Regions from separate parts of the Sus scrofa genome. Here region 1 is linked to region 2. The links are chromatin contacts, called in public HiChIP or PLAC-seq maps. All regions are on one chromosome and are shown on one strand. The core of a region is the stretch at or near the end of the contact, and the rest is flanking DNA. Distances in the headings are between cores, read along the strand shown. Region 1 overlaps DUS2 (tRNA-dihydrouridine(20) synthase [NAD(P)+]-like). Region 2 overlaps ATP6V0D1 (V-type proton ATPase subunit d 1).

Region 1 (4,436 bases), core at 1,789-4,288, 530 kb after region 2:
CTGCCATTGCTGTGTAAGCAGCTCAACCCTGTATATTCCTCCAGCTCCACCGCGTCTGGGATATAGGAAGGCCAGCATGTTTATGGGCTAGGTGCCTTCTTATTTTTCCTGTGTGCAGACAGGCATAGATACTGTTTATAGGGTAATTTCCTTTCCATAGTAATTCCAGCATTTGTTCCCCAAATCCTTCAAAGTAGACAAGGTTGGCATTTGTTCTCTCCATTTAATCAAAAATAATAAAAACCTAGGAGTTCCCGCTGTGGCACATTGGGATCAGTGGTGTCTCTGCAGTGCTGGGACACTGGTTTGAGGATCTGGGTTAAGGATCCAGTGTTGTCATAGCTGTGTGTAGGTCACAACTGCAGCTTAGATCTGATCCCTGGCATGGGAACTCCATATGCCATGAGGCAGCCAAAAAAGAAAAAAGAAAACAAGAAAAAAAAAAAAAAGAATAATAAAACTAAAGCACAGAAAGATAAAAACAATTTGGCTCAAGATCATGTAGGAAATATAAGCAGGTGAAGCTGAGTCTAGAGCCATGGTCTTGCTACCCCAGCATCAGTGCCTCCTCTCAGTAGCATCTCAGCTTGAGGGTGCCTGGGTGTAGTTTCTAAGTGTCTAGCCACAGGCAAGTGGATACTTGGACTTAGGAACCTCCAGTCAGACACCTCTATGCAGGATGGAGTGGATGTGGACAACACAGGGGAAGGGGCCTTGATAGCAGTTGGTTTGCTTCATGCCATATACATACAGGAATTTTTGTTGTCCTCCAGTCTTCTGACTGCTCCCACTCATGCTGTTGCCTCTGTCCTCGCCCCTGCCCTTTTGGGGCACATTTCACACATGAAGCAGCAGAGTTAACACCCCACCTCAGAAGCTCAGTTCATTTCCCTAATTCTCTGACTGGTGGGGTGGTCAGATGAGCCAGGTCAGACTAGTGAACGAGGTTTGTCTCATGGAAGGGAGGTGGCAGGCTTCTGCAGTAAAGCCAGATGAGACCCAGGATGAGTGGGCTGATTCAGGCTCAAACTGTGCTGGTAAACTGGGGGAGCTTTGTAGGTCCTTCCAGGCTTGGTGTTTCAGGTCCATGGTTCCATCTGTGGAAGCATCTCAGGACCACCCACACACATTTTTTTCAAAAAAGTATGCTTGTTTGAGGCAATGAAAAATTTTGGAAATTAATAATGGTGATGGTTGTACAAAATTGTGAACTAATACCACTGAATTTAACCACTTAACGTGGTTAAAACAGACAATTTTATGTTTGTTTTTTTCATTTTTAAAAATTTTTAGACGTATAGTTGATAATTTTTGCTGTGTAACAATTTTATGTTATGTTTATTTTACCACAGTAATTTTTTTTTTTTTTTGGTCTTTTGTCTTTCAGGGCCGCACCTGTGGAACATGGAGGTTCCCAGGTCAGGGGTCCAATTGGAGCTATGGCTGCCGGCCTACACCACAGCCACAGCAACGCCAGATCCGAGCCGCATCTGCAACCTACACCACAGCTCATGGCAACGCCGAATCCTTAACCCACTGAGCGAGGCCAGGGATCAAACTCGAAACCTCATGTTCCTAGTAGGATTAGTTTCCACTGCGCCACAACAGGAACTCCACAATAATTTTTTTTTTTTTTTTTTGCCATTTCTTGGGCCGCTCCCGAGGCATATGGGATGTTCCCAGGCTAGGGGTCTAATCGGAGCTGTAGCTGCCAGCCTACTCCAGAGCCACAGCAACGTGGGATCCGAGCCGCGTCTGCAACCTACACCACAGCTCATGGCAACGCCGGATCGTTAACCCACTGAGCAAGGGCAGGGACTGAACCCGCAACCTCATGGTTCCTAGTCGGATTCGTTAACCACTGCGCCCCGACGGGAACTCCCTTTTTTTTTTGCACAATAATTTTTTTAAAAGGATGCTGACTATGAAAAATTCCATACATTCTTGTGGGAGATAAGGGCAGGGAATTGGGTATTAATCTTTTGAAAAAGCCTCCCGTGTAACTCTGGTGTACCCTCCCTGGATTAAGAACCTCAGTTTAAGACCTTATATCAGTAGTATCTTCTCTCTCATTCCTGCCCCAGATTCCCTGGGCCCCCAGCTTCCCTGGGTTTCCTCCTTGTTTGCACTGCACTGGGGCCATGGCTAACAATCGGCAGGGCGAGGACTAAACTCAGGTCTCACTAGTTCCCAAGCTTATTCTCTCCCATCCTCCTTGCTTTTCTTTTTCCGTTTTTTTTTTTCTTTCTTTCTTTCTTTTTTTTTTTTATCGTTCCTGGGCCAGGGATTGAACCTGCACCACAGCAGTAACCAGAGCCATAGCAGTGACAATGCCAGATCCTTAACCTGCTGAGCTACCAGGGAACTCCAAAGTCTGCTTTTTCTGAGTCAGCTGGTGGATCTGATGGATTGAGCTTGCCCATGGGTCGATGTGCTGTTATCTGCTCAGATATAGGCATGTCTCAAGTCCTCTTCTGCCACAGACTTTGACACCACAGAGACAAGGGTATAGCTTAATTCTGGGAGACTTGGGTCCCAGTGAGGTTCAGCTGGAGCGTGACAGGAAGATAGACTCTAGTTGCCCTTTCCCCTCAGTGTGTGTGACTCTTGCAAGTGCCTGGGACTTTTGGCTACTAATTCTGTTCCTGGTCCTGAACACACACATGAAATGAACAAAAAAAATTTTTTTTTTTTTTGTCTTTTCTAGGGCCATACTTGCGGCATAGGGAGATTCCCAGGCCAGGGGTCTAATCGGAGCTACAGTTGCTGGCCTAAACTGGAGCCACAGCAACGTGGGATCCAAGCCGCGTCTGTGACCTATACCACAGCTCACGGCAACGCCGGAACCTTAACCCACTGAGCAAGGCCAGGGATCGAACCTGCAACCTCATGGTTCCTAGTCTGATTCGTTAACCACTGAGCCACGACGGGAACTCTGAAATGAACAAAAATATTGAAGAAGGTACTTGAAGACAGCTGTTTGGATAAAATACACCAAGAGAAGTTCTGCAAAACAGAATTAGATCGAACCAGCTGATGTTGCTTGCTTAAATTACCAAAGATAGAGGAAGTTAAGTCAGCACTTGCAAAGGAAACTCCCAGAGATGATACTGTCAGCTTGAGGGAGAGGACCAGAGTGAGAATTTTTATCCTGTGTCTCCGTGGATCTGGCAGTCCCTCCCCCGCCTTAAAGGGTAAGTGCCCCTTTGAGCCCTGCCAGAGTGACTCTAAGACCTCAGGCCCCGTCTGCCTCCTGGTGCAACACCTGGGGATGTTCCTTCCTGCCAGTCCCTGGCAGTTGTGCCTAGGCCAGCAGGCCCTGTCTTGCCCATGATCTGTCCAGCCATCTATCAGCCCAGCCTCTTGGTCTGATGTCTCCTGGAGGGACCTGCCTTAGTCTGTCCCTGAGAGAAAGGCCTCCTTCACTGGTTCTTGTAACTCGGCTCTCTGCTGCCCCCACTTGTCTAAAACCAAGACTGGCAGCAGCTGCCTGGATGTCCCCCCTTGCTTTGTTGGACAGGCAATCAGTTTTCTTACAAGAGAGCTCTTGGGGTCACCTTCCCCCTGGCTTGCTTGGCCAGAAATTTTTGATGAGGGGAGAAGAGAGTCATGCTGCAGACATGCCGTGTCATCTACACCTTTCTCAATCTCTAGCTCTTATGTGGTCTGGTCTCGCTATTTCCCAGACACTTTGCTGTATGACTTTCTTGATCTTCCTTTGAAGTCCTTTGCCATTACTGTGCCAAATAAATACTTTTTAATATGTTGACAGTGTTGTCTTTTCCTTTTGCCAGTTTCTTTCCTATATATCTGACTCCCCTAAAGAGAGGGGTTCCTGGGGATAGGGCCCAGGACCTGTTCAATCTTCCCTGCTCCCTCACTTGGCAGATCCTGGAACAGCATTCAGGAACCATTGCCTTGAAGCTGGAATGGAGCTGTGAGCCATGTGTTTTCTACCAGGGTTAGGGCGCAGAATCATTTTGAGGAGGGAGTGTATTGGGCAGAGAGCCTTTTGAAAACACAGATGCCCAAGCCCTGCCCCTAGAAACTCTTTCAGGGAATAAGAGGTGGAGTCTAAGTTTCTGCGTTTCTTAAGCTGTCCAGGTGGTTCTGATGTTTGCCCTGGCAAAGGATCACTGTGTTCCACACAGGATGCATGCAGATCCATTCATGCATTCATTTATTCACGCATTCATTCATTCATTTACCAAGTGATGAATGTCACTGTGTCCCAGGCAAGGGGTTGCTGGGGCTGGTGCTCTAGTGTAGAGAAAAGGTGAACTTCCCTTATGGAGTTTACATATATATGTACACAACAGAGGCATTCACGTGGACACAGACGTGGACATAGGGCCTCACAGGTCTGGAGCAGAACTCATTAGTACAAGCAGTTGTGGTGTTTGTTCTGGAAGAAGCAGACAGACACTCTTGTGTTC
Region 2 (4,132 bases), core at 29-2,528:
AATGAATGTGACTAGCATCCACGAAGACGAAGGTTCGATCCCTGGCCTTGATCAGTGGGTTAAGGATCCGGCGTTGCTATGAGCTGTGGTGTAGGTCACAGACACAGCTCGGATCCTGCACTGCTGTGGCTGTGGTATAGCCAAGCAGCTACAGCTCCAATTCGACCCCTAGCCTAGCAACCTCCATATGCAGCAGGTGCGGCCCTAAAAAAGACAAAAATAAATAAATTATAAATTATAAAACATTTGTTCATTAAGATACATTCGAATAATATGAGGGTATGTAAAAATAAAAACTGACATATTCCCCCTCCAGCCTCTCCAATCCCTCTCTGCAGAAGCTGCCACTCTAGAAGACTTGGTGACTATGCTTCCAAACACGTTTCTATGTGCTTATTTTTCTACTAAAATGAGACTATATTATATGCAACTATATTATACGCAACATCTCACCTAACAGATATTTCTAAATCAGTCTTTATAGACCGTCACGCTTTTAAGCATTGAATAGTATTTCCTCATAAACACAGACAATGATTTATTTAACCATACCTTGTTAATGGAAGTTCCTAGGCTAGGGGTCGAATCAGAGCTATAGCTGCCTGCCTACACCATAGCCACAGCAATGACAGATCTAAGCGGTACCTGTGACCTACACCATAGCTCACACCAACACTGGACCCTTAACCCATTGAGCAAGGCCAGGGATCAAACCTGCATCCTCATGGATGCTAATCAGATTTGTTTCTGCTGAGCCACGACGGGAACTCCACTAGTCGGATTCTTAACCCAATAAGCCACAATGGGAACACCAACATGCAATGTTTAAACAAGGGGGTAAAAACTTTTGTCCCCCAAAGGATCTACACCAAGTCACCCTTCCACCAATTCTACTGTTGAAAAAATTTTTTAATTATGTTTAGTTTAAAAGAAAACCAAAAAAGAAAAAAAAAAAAAAAGAAGAAGAAGAAATTACCATGCCCAGTCCTGCAGGAGGAGGCACAGCAGGGATCTGGAGGGGAATCCCTGGCTGTGGCTCTCCCTGCTCTAGTTGCCAAATTAGGCTCCACGCCAGGTAGCCTCCTCAGGCCATGTTTGTGTCCACTTGGCCCGCCACTAAGGCTGCTCTCCAGCCTCCTGGCAGGGCTCGTGGGCAGGACAAAGCTTCTAAAGGAGGCTTGTCCTGGCTGCTAACCAACAGATGGCCGGGCGTGGGCTGAGCTGTTGCCCGCCAGCATGCTGATGACTTCCAGATTGGTATCTTAATGCTACTTCCCCCGGCTCCAGATCCACACAGCCACATCCCTCAGACCTGATTCAGCACATCTGCTACAGAACTCCTCCTCCTCCACCGCCGGGTCCATGCCCCAAACCTTCTCCTCCTCTGGTGGTCCCTAGCTCAGAAGCCATTCCCAGCACTCACCCAGTCATTTATGAGGTCAGAAGCCTGATTTCTGACCCCTCTCACCCCAGACTTAGGCACACTGGCCCCATCTTATGGGTCTCATTCCTTAAGCTGGTCTCTGAAACCAGTCCTTCTGCCCTGCCACTCTTGTCCCAGTGCAGACCACCTTCTGGAATAATCCAGCCTGACTCCTCCTAAATCCAACCTCCAGAGCCCCTGACCAAATTTCTAATTGCATCACACTACCAACCCTTGCCCCCTTCTCAATTCTCCACTTCTTTATCCACTAAAGGATCAAGTCCAACATGGCTCATGGCCACAAGACCTCCCTCCTGCCTACCCCTTACCTCGACCCCTGCTCTGGGAGCCTCATCCTCTTGCAGCAGCCAGTGGAGAGGCATAATCAAGTCCCCATCAGTAGCCCACATCAGCTCATCAATCACTGGGCCCTGTGCTTGGGGGAGGGAAGGTCTCTTCACACAAGGCCACTGCCCAGAGCAGTTGAGACAATATGGATCAAGAAACACTGAGGGGAATACTTCAGGTGCGTGTGGACCCAGGCTCTCATAGCTCAAAGACTCAATGTAGCTGTTCCCTTTATTCCATGTGCAAACCCTGTTGGATTATCACATTCTGTATACTGTTCTCCCAGTGCTTCCTGAGCCCCCCCTCTCTTGCTTGTAGTCACTGGATTGCCTGAACTGTGTCATCTCTTCCTCTGGATTGCATCTGACTCTGAGGAATTCTGGATAGAGCTAAGCTTGTCTTGCTGTCCAAGCCATGGTCACCTAATTTCACTAAATCAAAATATTCTCCTCTGACAAACAAAATGGAACATACAAAATGTTTCCAGGCAAGACCATAAACAGAAACTCTTAAGCAAGACATTTCCCACGCACTGACCTTGACCTAACTGAAGAAACCCTCTTTTTTAAAATCACAACCCTCATCCTCCCAAGCTACGCATCCTTCCAAGATACCCAAGGCACCCAAGGCCTTCCATGAACCAAACAGATGCACCTATCCACCCCGAGCCCTGCTCACCCTGACACATGCTCTGCTCTCTCCTCCCAGCTCCCAAAGCTCCCCTGCTAGTCTATGCAGTGTCATGTTTCTGAGACTGCGAATGCCATTCCTTCTTCCCATCTCCTCGACCTGGCTAATTTTGCGTGTGTGACAGCTTTACTAAGATATAATTCATACACCATACAATTGGCCCATTTAAAGTGCACAAATCAAAGTCTTTTAGTAAATTCAGAGTTGTGTAACCATCACCACAATCGATTTTAGAACATTTTCTTCACCCCAAAAAGAGCCCCTCTACCCTTAAATGTTACTACTCACATGCTCCCACTGACCCATAGTGCACTCTGTGGACATTCAGTGCTGGTGCTTTTGTTTTTGCTTTTTATATTTTTTATGGCCACGCCTGCAGCATATGGAAGTTCCCAGGCTAGGGACTGAAGCCAAGTCACAGCTGCGACTTACTCTAGAGTGCTACCACAACTATGACTTTAATCCACTGTGCCAGGCTGCGGACAAAACCTGCATCTTGGCGCTGCAGAAACATCGCCAGTCCCACTGCACCACAGCGTGAACTCCTCAGGGCTGTTTTGATGTCCACTGGTCTGCCCATTAGGCACATCTGCCCCCAGCAAGGCCTGTGTGACATATTTTCATTATCTACTCGAGGCCCAGTATAGTGCCTGCCTCCAGGAGTGACAGGAAGAAATGATCACACTGGGAGCAGCTGGCTTTTCTGACTGCTCACTCGGGGCCAGGCCCTGAGCTTACACTTCACTAACATCTCAGAGTGATCCTATTAACACTGTCATTGTGCAGCTAAGGACAGACCATTCACCCAAGGTCACAAAGCCAGCATGTGGCTGAGCTGAGATTAGTTCATCAGTGACCTCTGCTCTGTCCATACACTGTCTCTGGCCCATCCACTCCGCGCACTGCCATCAGCTTCTAGCCCTGCTCTCCTCTGTTCTCATTAAGGTCACCAATGACCTCTGAATGGCAAAACCAAACGGAGGGCTGTCTGACTTTTACTCTCTTGGCCACATCTGGCATTCACTGCCTGCTTCTGTTTCAGGTTCTCCCTTAAGCCCACCCATCTCTCAGGGGAAAGGCCTCTTTGGCCTTTCTGGCAGGACCATCTTTTGCCCCACCTTGCTTAACAGAAGCCCTTTCTGGGCGAGGGTCTCATCTAAGGCCTCCACTCTTCTGACTTCATCCTCTCTCTTGCGCTCAGTGGCCACACGTCTACCCAAGTTCAAACCGCACACCTAAGCACCAAAAACAGCTTCCACATCTTCACTAAAATGGCTCACAAATCCCTCAGTCCCATTTCTGACTCTTTCACCAACCTGTTCCTTCTACATTCCACTATCATTTCACTACCATCTACACAGTTGCCTAAGCCAGAGATGAGGCCATCAGCCTTAACGCTTCATTCTTTCTTAGCCTCTTTATCCAACCCTCAAGTCCTGTCAATTCCTCTCGCTATAATTCCCTCACAATGCCCCCTGCCGATGCCTAAAGACTCCACCACCATCTTCTCTGGCCTTGATTACTCTAAGACCCTGCAGACTGTTCGTCTCACCTCCAGCGTAGCCCCTACCTCCAAAATGCTTTTCAAATTGCAGGCACATTCTAAAATACAAGTCCAGCAGTTTTACCCCCTCCCTCCATCCCCTCGAATTCAGGACAAAAGCCTTCCTG

What was found. HiChIP or PLAC-seq counts read pairs in DNA pulled down with a chosen protein or histone mark.
Region 1: a contact with region 2 is called in an H3K27ac HiChIP or PLAC-seq map of alveolar macrophages. The contact joins two enhancer-like sites. A contact is called at or near these places in 2 of 5 promoter capture datasets (fetal liver and fetal skeletal muscle) and 1 of 2 datasets of contacts at active chromatin or transcription factors (alveolar macrophages).

What each region holds. Positions count from the first base shown.
Region 1 is chr6:28,645,608-28,650,043 of Sscrofa11.1, forward strand. All of the region lies in intron 8 of DUS2 (tRNA-dihydrouridine(20) synthase [NAD(P)+]-like), which reads left to right. Among named protein-coding and RNA genes, the nearest start is that of NFATC3, 19 kb to the right of the region's middle. Within about 2 kb of position 3,039, at least 13 of the 83 cell types and tissues checked have an H3K27ac peak or open chromatin away from gene starts, as enhancers often do. A contact at or near this core is called in alveolar macrophages, where this site is marked.
Region 2 is chr6:28,118,748-28,122,879 of Sscrofa11.1, forward strand. The region is part of intron 1 of ATP6V0D1 (V-type proton ATPase subunit d 1); the gene reads right to left. Among named protein-coding and RNA genes, the nearest start is that of ATP6V0D1, 11 kb to the right of the region's middle. Within about 2 kb of position 1,279, at least 13 of the 83 cell types and tissues checked have an H3K27ac peak or open chromatin away from gene starts, as enhancers often do. A contact at or near this core is called in alveolar macrophages, where this site is marked.